3 separate regions of the Mus musculus genome follow, and regions 1 and 3 are each linked to region 2. A link is a contact called in public Hi-C and promoter capture Hi-C data. All regions are on one chromosome and are shown on one strand. Each heading gives the region's core, a stretch centred on a gene start, on an enhancer-like site or on the middle of the called end of the contact. The rest is flanking DNA. Distances are from core to core; before and after follow the strand shown. Region 1 holds the start of Akap11 (A kinase (PRKA) anchor protein 11). Region 2 holds the start of Gtf2f2 (general transcription factor IIF, polypeptide 2). Region 3 holds the start of Med4 (mediator complex subunit 4).

What was found. Promoter capture Hi-C pulls out the DNA fragments that hold promoters and counts their contacts. Hi-C and Micro-C count contacts between places; a contact is called where the count stands out from the background.
Region 1: a contact with region 2 is called in a promoter capture Hi-C map of pre-B cells, with 2.2 times the contacts expected there. The contact joins the promoter of Akap11 here to the promoter of Gtf2f2 in region 2. A contact is called at or near these places in 1 of 39 promoter capture datasets (pre-B cells) and 1 of 115 datasets of contacts at active chromatin or transcription factors (astrocytes).
Region 3: a contact with region 2 is called in a Hi-C map of CD4 T cells, with 4 times the contacts expected there. The contact joins the promoter of Med4 here to the promoter of Gtf2f2 in region 2.

The regions. Positions count from the first base shown.
Region 1 is chr14:78,535,099-78,538,176 of GRCm38.p6, reverse strand. It overlaps Akap11 (A kinase (PRKA) anchor protein 11), which reads left to right and starts at 1,317. Exons shown (of 12, transcript NM_001164503.1): 1 at 1,317-1,465.
Region 2 is chr14:76,009,475-76,012,241 of GRCm38.p6, reverse strand. Gtf2f2 (general transcription factor IIF, polypeptide 2) reads left to right here and starts at 1,377. Exons shown (of 8, transcript NM_026816.3): 1 at 1,377-1,562. The coding sequence starts at 1,497. It overlaps Gm36429 (a long non-coding RNA gene), which reads right to left and starts at 1,496. Exons shown (of 2, transcript XR_383601.2): 1 at 1,159-1,496; 2 at 130-332.
Region 3 is chr14:73,508,604-73,511,303 of GRCm38.p6, reverse strand. It overlaps Med4 (mediator complex subunit 4), which reads right to left and starts at 1,255. Exons shown (of 7, transcript NM_026119.3): 1 at 1,119-1,255; 2 at 83-149. The coding sequence starts at 1,243.

The DNA of each region.
Region 1 (3,078 bases), core at 68-2,567, 2.5 Mb before region 2:
GTCATTGGAAATTGGTTCTCACAGGATTGTCTTTTACCTGGACGAGTTCCTTGTTGTTTCAGCTTCCGTAAAATTCACTCTCTACAGGGAAGAGCTTACTAGTTTTTTGTTTTTTTTTTTAAACTAATTGTTATTGTTCCCCCCTTTAAGAGGTCAAAGCTTTTCATTGTAGACTAAACTCCCAGTTCTTTTCTTGGTTGATGAAGCAGTAAGGGATCTAGCCTCTATTATCATCCCAAGTTTATTTCTTGTTATTCAAATGTGCTAGATTAGATCCGGATTTGGGGCTTGTGAATTATTCTACTTTCTGCTAGCGATGTAGGGCTGCTATCCAAATCACTGCCTGAATCTTTCCTCCCACAAGGGCACCACCCCCAAGCAGTGGCCCAATTGTAACCACCACCATCAGATGATGATAATCTGCGAGTTAACACCTACAGATATCCACCCCCTCCCCCAACCCGGCCCCAGCTCTCAACAACCTAATCTATTTGTCTTCATAGTGTTCAATAGACAACCTGGAATTATGCCTAAAACGTGTAAGGAAAGCAGCCAAAAGCTGTTGAAGAGAACGAAGATATGACTGTACTCTTTCTTGTCTCTCTCCCCTAAAGAGGATAAAACAAATAAGGAGCATCTACTTCAAAATGTCCTTCTCATCTCTCGGCCAGTTTGAGGACCGTATGTCCTTGAGGAGACCATGCAACATGACTGCACCGATTCCTCTGATTTAAACAGGAATCACACAGCTTGTCACCCAAGGCTAGGCTTCTTGGTGGTCAAAGCCTTATTTTCCAATTTCAATGGCCCGTGGGGTTGGGAAGTGCACTGCCCTTTAGACTGACTCCAGAGGTTCCGATTGGGCCCAAGGCTTCCTCAGTGGTTTCCCCTGATGATGTTGGGAACCGGGCAGACCCATTCTGAAGGATGGGCTGTGTCTGGACCCCTGATGTCGTGGGCTGCCACTGGCTGTGGGAAACCAGCCCCAGGAAGGTCTAAGGGTGGCGGATGGGATGCCAGCATCCTGGGCTCGGGCGCTTGCCAGAGGAAAGGGTTAAGCCGTTCCCAAGGCAACGCACCAGGAAGCGCGCAAGACGTCAGCCGAGAGTTCGTAGGTCAGCTCGAGGTTTAAAGCTCCCACGGGCCGAGGGCCGCCTGGCCAATGGAGAGGGCGCCTCCGCGTCACGTGACGGGCGACCCGCAGCTTTGCCCTCCAGAGCACGTGGGAAGATATTTTCCCCCCACCCCTTGTTCCTTTTGCGCGGGCTCGGCCACGGGGTCGTTCTCGCGAGAGGTGCGACGGCTCTCGCGAGAGTGAGTGGGCGGCGTGGGGAGGCGGCGGCGGTGGCGTCGCGGGCTGGGGCGGGCGAGGGGGAGCGCCGCTGCGCTGCGGCTCGCGCCACCGGGCGTTGCGGGCCGTGACGGGAGGCTGACATGCCCGGGAGCTGAGAGGCTGTGCCGCCTGGTGAGCGGGGCAGGGAACCGGGAGCCAGAGGGCCGGGTCCAGACTGCGGCCGGGCGCCGTGGCCTCGCTGCGTGGGGCGCGGGCGGGAGGACGGTGCACTTTGTCCTCCGCAGCAGCATCCTTCCCTGTCAGCGTCCGAACCCAGGTCCCCGGCGCTGCCCTAACCCCAGATGCCGCTGTTTGCATCGCTGTCACGTCGCCTCCAGGCTGGCCAAGCATCCGAATTGCGCTATCAAATAGAAAATGGGCTGGCCAGACCACAGTGACAGTACAGTCTAAACCCCTGGTATAGCTTGGTGACAGTCCTTTAGCTCTGCCTACGGTCTTTAAAAAGAAAAGAAAAGAAAAAAAAACCCTATTAGTTGGAGGTGGCTTAGCTTTAGGCATTAAGGCATTTTGCGGTGAGCAATACTGCTGAGACACATCGCTAATGGCCTTGGCGCATACTGGAGTTAATATTCGCAGTTCTTTTATAGCCTTGTGATTATCCATTTGCTTCTAAATCGCTTGTTTTCCTTTGCATCTTTCTCACCTTGTTAGCAGTGTTATTTATATTGGTACTCAATTTTGTTATGTATGAAAATATATAAAATAAGGGCATCAGGAAAGATGGAGTATTTATTCATGCAAAGGTGATTTTGTTTTAATGTCTTTGTGTTTGCTTGGTGTGTGTGTGTGTATGTGTTGGTGTGTGTGCTGGTAAAAGGCAGCCTAGTATGATTGATGTCATTTTCAATAGTCCCACCTAATCTTTCAAACTATAGAAGCATTTTTTTCAAGGAATAACCTGGTTATTCATACTTGATTGTGTTTTCCAGGCAGGATTGTGAATCATAGGTTGGCAGTAAATTAAGCAATTAGTTGTGTAGTTAGTAACTGACTTATGAGGGATGAAGGGATATGAGGGAATTGGGGAAGACGTGGGTTTATAAGCTGAGCTGTGGCTAATGTAGATAGCTACAGAACTGCTCAACTGATCTGCCTGGAAAGGAATTGGCAGTATATACTCTGTGCCCAGTGATGTTTCTCAGTTGTTGAAGATTCTGAAGTTGGAGGCCCAGAACTGTAGTGAGAGATTTGCTAGCCTTCTCAAGCCTCTGAATTCCAGGGCTTCGTCAGGGAAACAGAAGAAAATCCTTTGGGAGAAAGGATGGTACATTTTATTTTAATTCCAAAGACTTAGTGTCTGGGAAAGGAACTCAGCCAATTCCGATCATAATGCAGCAGGTTGTGTAAAGGGAAATTTCCAGCTATAAATAGGGGAATTCTAGTCACACAGGGAGATATGAAAAACTTAGGTGAGTGGGCAAAGGAGTTAGCAAAAGTTCCCTTCCACTCATCTTTGTTGCTAGTCTTTCTAAGTTGTGGCAAGGGTTTCAGACTTTTAGAGCAATGGTTGCTTTGTCTTGTGTTTGGAAAGCAATTGAAGTAACTTTGGATGGAGCAATTACTTAGGTAATCCAAGTGTTGTTTTTTGTTTTTTTTTTTTTCATTTTTTCTTTTTCTTTTTGTGAAGTGGCCCCAGTAGTTAAATAAATAAATAAATAAATAAATAAATAAATAAATAAATAAAAAATTAGCCACTCAGAGAGAATGAGTGTTGAGCCAGGTTA
Region 2 (2,767 bases), core at 128-2,627:
TCTGGGGCAAAAACAGTACTTTTGTCTAGGAGTTCAGTCAGTAGTGTAGAAAACAAAGATAAACACGCCTCTCATGGTACAGCGTTAAGCATCACACACTATCATATGGGGAAACAGAACTTTATCTAGGGGGACTCTCTTTTCTGTGTGGTCTTTATTTCATTTCCACTTGTCTGTGTTTATAAGTAGAAGTTTGCCAAAGGACAGGGCCAGTGTAAAGATCAGGGAAAGCAGGGCATCTAAGGCACAGGAATTGGTTTGAAAGAGGCTCTGAAATGGTAAGAGGAAGGTCCTGGAGTCTTCAAGCAGGTGGATGGGCTTGGTGTGGAATCCTGTGTGGAACAGAGAGTATAGGAAGGATCAAACCCAAAGGACTCAGTTGAAGCACAGGGTAGAATTTCATTCCAAAGGCAAGTGGGGGAGGAAATTACCAAATGAAGACTCAGGAGCTAGAAGCTGCGGTGAAAGCCTGCTAACTCTGAGAGGCAGAAAAAGTACTCAGCTGACCTTCCCACTCCACCGACTTCTCAGAAGGAAAAGCCCCTTCTCCTTCATGCACTCTTAAATACCCTTCACCTCAAACTCTCTCCTTTCTCTTGCTCATGTTCACTCTCTTGTCAGCTGGCTACTTGCTCTGCCGCCTGATCTAGGGTTGACTTTATTTAGCTCTTGGATTAATGTGCGCGCTAGGTAGGGGTGAGCCAGGCTACCTATACTTGTTTACAGTAAACAGAAAGTTCTAGGATCAAAGGCTGAGCCACAGTTATTAACAGATTCTTCCAGTTCACAATCTCAGGGCTCATAATGTGATCCAATATCCTGCAACCGGAAACTGTTTAAGCAGGGCAGTTGGATAATCAGATCTGTTTCTTACATGGTGGGTCTTACCAACTCAATTAGATGGCATTCAGGTTTCGGCGTCTGAAAGAGTGTATGCTGCTTGCACGGTGTGAATTGATTTTTATGCCTCGAAAAGGCATGTGTCCAGCATACTCACTTGTACTCTAGTGCCCACTTGTGCCAATGTTAATTGGGCCAAGAAAGTGACTTTTTTTACCCCCAAGTCTGTCCTTAAAATGCCTAGCTTCTTTATCTAGGGTTGGGTATAAATACACACAGCTTTTGTCTGTCTAAACCTTAATCTTTCCACTTTGTCACCTTTGCTGTAAACGCACGGTTCAGGATTAGGCTCTTCCTTTCCCAGCACTCGAATCCCAAGATTGCACGTTGCCGGGAGTCACGCCCATCTAGGAAATTGCCGGAGCAGGAAGTTTGTCCCTCTCGGCGCGCTGTCCTGACGTAGTCGTGCGCAGGCGCAGTTCTTCATTCGGCGGCGTGTTCTTCTCATCTAAGTTCCTGGTTCCCGGGCTGTGTGCGACGCCGGCTTTTCGCGGTCTACTTACTCCCTTGGCCGGCTCTGGACTGTCGCTCTCTGCCTTTCAGCGCCGGGACCACTGCTTGTGCGCGCACTGCACGCCTCCTCACGCGACAAGCTCATGGCGGAGCGCGGGGAACTCGATCTGACGGGCGCCAAACAGAACACCGGCGTGTGGCTGGTCAAGGTGAGTGAGACGCGAGCCCCGCGGGGCGCTTCCGAAAGTTCTGGGTCCGTCTTGCTCGGGCCACCGCTGTTCTGAGAAGCGGGTCGCTGTTGCGTCCGTTTGCAGGTTGGAGAAGTTACTTTAGGGGACACAGGGCGTCTTTCAGGCCGTCTCTCAATTTCATCCGCCCACCATGGAACTAACTCTCTTTACCGCCAAGACCTGGCCTTCCTGGAGTCCTGACCCGGTGGTCCCCGAGTGGGCAGTACATTTACCCCAGGTCGGAAAAGTCCTTGCGGTTTTCTTTTTGGTAAGGTTAACTTTAGTTATGAACGTGTATAAATTACTTGAATAGATATTCCGTACAGTTTTCTGGACCACAAAGTGGAGCTGGTCCCTGTGTACTCTGTTGTTTTGAAACAATCTCTCTGTGTAGACTTGGCTAGCCTGGAACTCGCCATGTAGACTCCTGTCGCTTTACACGGCTAGTGTTGCCTGGGTTGGTAATTCAATTGGAGCCTTCGAAAGACCTAGAAGTTCTGAATTCAAAGAGAAGTTGTTGACTTCGTGTTTTTAAAGAGCGAGTTTAGGATTCATGAAACCAACCAGCAGTAAATGTTTTAAGTGGTCATGCGGCAGACCTCGTTTGCCCCAGTGGTCGCCATCTATTCGGGTCACTTTTTTTTATATGGGGTGGGAGGCTCTGTGGGGAATCTCATTCTGAAAAACCATATTTAAATGGGATCATGAAAGTTTCCCAAACTTGTTTTTTAAATGGTTTATCTTTGTAATGAGTGTTTTAAGTCCATGGCTGAGTTCTCATCAAGACAAAGTGTTTCTTCCTGTCCTTTTCTCTGAAACAGCTCTCGTCGTTTGCCAGCACAGCAGACTATGTTAAGTTCTTCAAACCCCTGAACAGTTTCTAGTGCTCCTTTGTACCTGTCTGTATCTATTGTTGATGCCCCTACCCCCAAGTCACTTTCTTTGCACTTTGATTAGTGTTTGGCACATATTACTTTTCCAATATGTGATGAATATAAGAAATTGAAAAGGCACACGCCTTTAATTCCAGCACTCGGGAGGGAGAGGCAGGTGAGTGAGTTCCAGGACAGCCAGAGCTATACAGAGAAACCCTGTCTCGAAAAACCAAAAAGAAAAAGAAAAGGCTGTATGTCAAAGAGACACAAACTAAAGTGGGTAGGAGTTAGTCCTGTCAGTTTCATCGG
Region 3 (2,700 bases), core at 6-2,505, 2.5 Mb after region 2:
TGGGATTGAAGGTGCGAGCCACCACTGCCCGGCATTAATAACTTTTTAATAAAAAACAAACAAACAACAACAAAAAGTTTACCTGGTTTTCCTCTTCCAGCTGTAATAGCTTCTGATTTCTTGAAATTGCAAGCATTTCTATGAGTTCCCTAAAAGAAAAACACCCATCACGGTATGGTGATACTTGCCTGTAAACTCAGTGTTTGGGAGGACTCAGACCAGCCTCAGATATCTAGTGAAACCTTTTCATAACACAGTAGAAACACAAAAGAAACTGTTTAAATTGCTCCCTGCCCCAACCGATTGTTGGGTTTATGGTCCTCCTAACATGCTGGACTCTCATGGTGACTACAAACACTTCAGCATTCGCTGGCTAACTGCACGTGATAAAGACTCAGCTGTGATTTACAAGAAAACCTCCTGACTCAACTATGTAGGTCTGTAGGCCAATAGTGCTGCCATTTGTGTAAATTATGTTTTCTTGTAAGACGGTGGCCATGGCTGCCTTCCCTTGATAAGACTTCAACTGATAGATTTAAGACTATCACGACGATGTGGAGTGTGACATCCAATTTACTCTATCTCGGCCACACACCAGCCAACCCCACTGTGCCCTGCCTGATGTTTCCAGGCTTTTTCAGATGATGGGCTATCTATCAGACGCCTAACAAATCTGATTTGACTAGCAGCCCATTTCTTGGGGACGTGTGCCCTGCTACCACCAGAATAGGAATCCCATCGGTGGACTGCAGGAGGCTGCGGCTCAACCCTTAGAAATCTGGTCCATAGCGTTTTAACACATTTGTCTCTCCTGTCACCCTGGGCTCCTTCGTGTTGGCATCTAGCCTCCCCTTGACTACTGGGGGGAAGCGTGCTTTTAAATGTCTGTTGCGTGTCAATGACTGAGGGGGCTCGGATCTGCCCCTCTTACCGGCTACTAAAGTTTTGACTGCCTTGGTTTCCAGGTCATGTGACTGAGATGTCCCCTTGGCGGGGAAATGCGGCCCAAAGCCCCCGAAGGCCCTAGACCCCACGTCCAACGGAGCCTCCCAAGCCCGCCTACCCAAGTCAGCGCCCACAGCCGAGCCGGCCGGAGCAGGCTCCCGGGCCGCGGTTACCTCGACAAGACCTCCAGATCTTCCAGCGCAGACAGAAGCCGCTCTCGCGTACTGCCAAGGCCGGCCATTCCCGAAACGCCTCCCATCCGCTCCTTTTCCTTCTCACCACTTGAAGAAGCCGCCATCGCCCCGCTGACCACCAGCCGTCGCATGCGCAGTGTGAGCTAGCCACAGGAGGGGCGGAACCGGAAGAAGGAAAGAAGAGTAATAGAGGTCGGGACGGAGAGGTCCGGCTAGAGCGCCGCCTATGTGCCTGGAGGTGCACTACAGTTCTAGCGCCATCTACAGGGCAAAGGAGGGCTTGTGACTCGTTCCAATCTGACATGCTCCAACCGGACCCAGGATGAGAGATGCAGTTCCCAGTCTCCTGGGTTTTATTTCCTCAGCATCAGTGGAAGGCTTCTAACAAAAGATTTTTTTTTTAAACTGGGGAAATTACATAATTATTAACTTCTATTTTGTCTGTATTCCGATAAAATCCCAGCCATCAAGTTTGGTCTCTCGTGAAGTTGTAGTAAACTTAGAGCAGGAAGTAAAATCTTTTCTTCCCTCCCCATTCCGTTGTTTGGTAGCAAAATACATATAATTGGCCTATAGACCAGGCTGGTCTCGAACTCAAGAGATCTGCCTGCATCTCGAGTCCTGGGGTTAAAGGGGTGTACCACCATGCCCCGCTACTAAAATTCAGTATCTTAACCATTGTATGTGTAGGGTTCACTGCCACTAAATTGCTGTTAAGCAAGGCAGTTGTGAGGCATGCCTTTAATCCCAACACTCAAGGAAGCAGAGGCAGGCAGATCTCCTGAGTTAGAGACTAGCCTGGTCACAGAGTGACTTCCAGGACAGCCAGGGTTACACAGAGAAACCTCGTCTCAAAACAAAACAAACAAACAAAAAATTGCGGCTAAATAACATCCCCAAAACTCTTCAACTTGTAAAATGTAAAAAAGGTGTGCTCATGAAGGTCTGACTTCCCGTTCCTGAAAACCACACTGTACTTTCTGTTTGTCTGGCTATTCTATGCATTTTGAATGAGTAGAATCACATGTTCTAGTTTGGGGCTTGGGGGTTTGCTTGTTATTATTTTTTGGTTTTGGGGGATTTGGGCTTTGTTTGGTTGGCTTGCTTTCTTTCTTTCTTTCTTTCTTTCTTTCTTTCTTTCTTTCCTTCTTTTCAGACCGAATCTTGTTGTGTAAACTAGTCCTAAACTAAGAAGGAACTCACTTTCTCATTACAGCCTACTGAATGCTGAGCCCCTATAGCAGGCTGATTCATTTAGCATAATGCTATCATGGTTCATGTACATTGGAATAGGTGCCAGAATACCCCTCCCTTGAAGTCTGAATAATACTTCCTGTATGTGCTAACCGTACCCCCTATCAGATGGCATTTAGCTGGGTTACCTTCTTGGTTTTCGGAACTCATCTTTAGGCCTGTATATCTTCCAACAAACTGCTCTGCTCTTTATTCAAGGTGACTGTTGAAATGAATGAATCAATAGTGTAAACTGTCATTCAAGAAAATAGTGTAGGGCTAGAGAGATGGCTCAGAGGTTAAGAGCACTAACTGCTCTTCCAAAGGT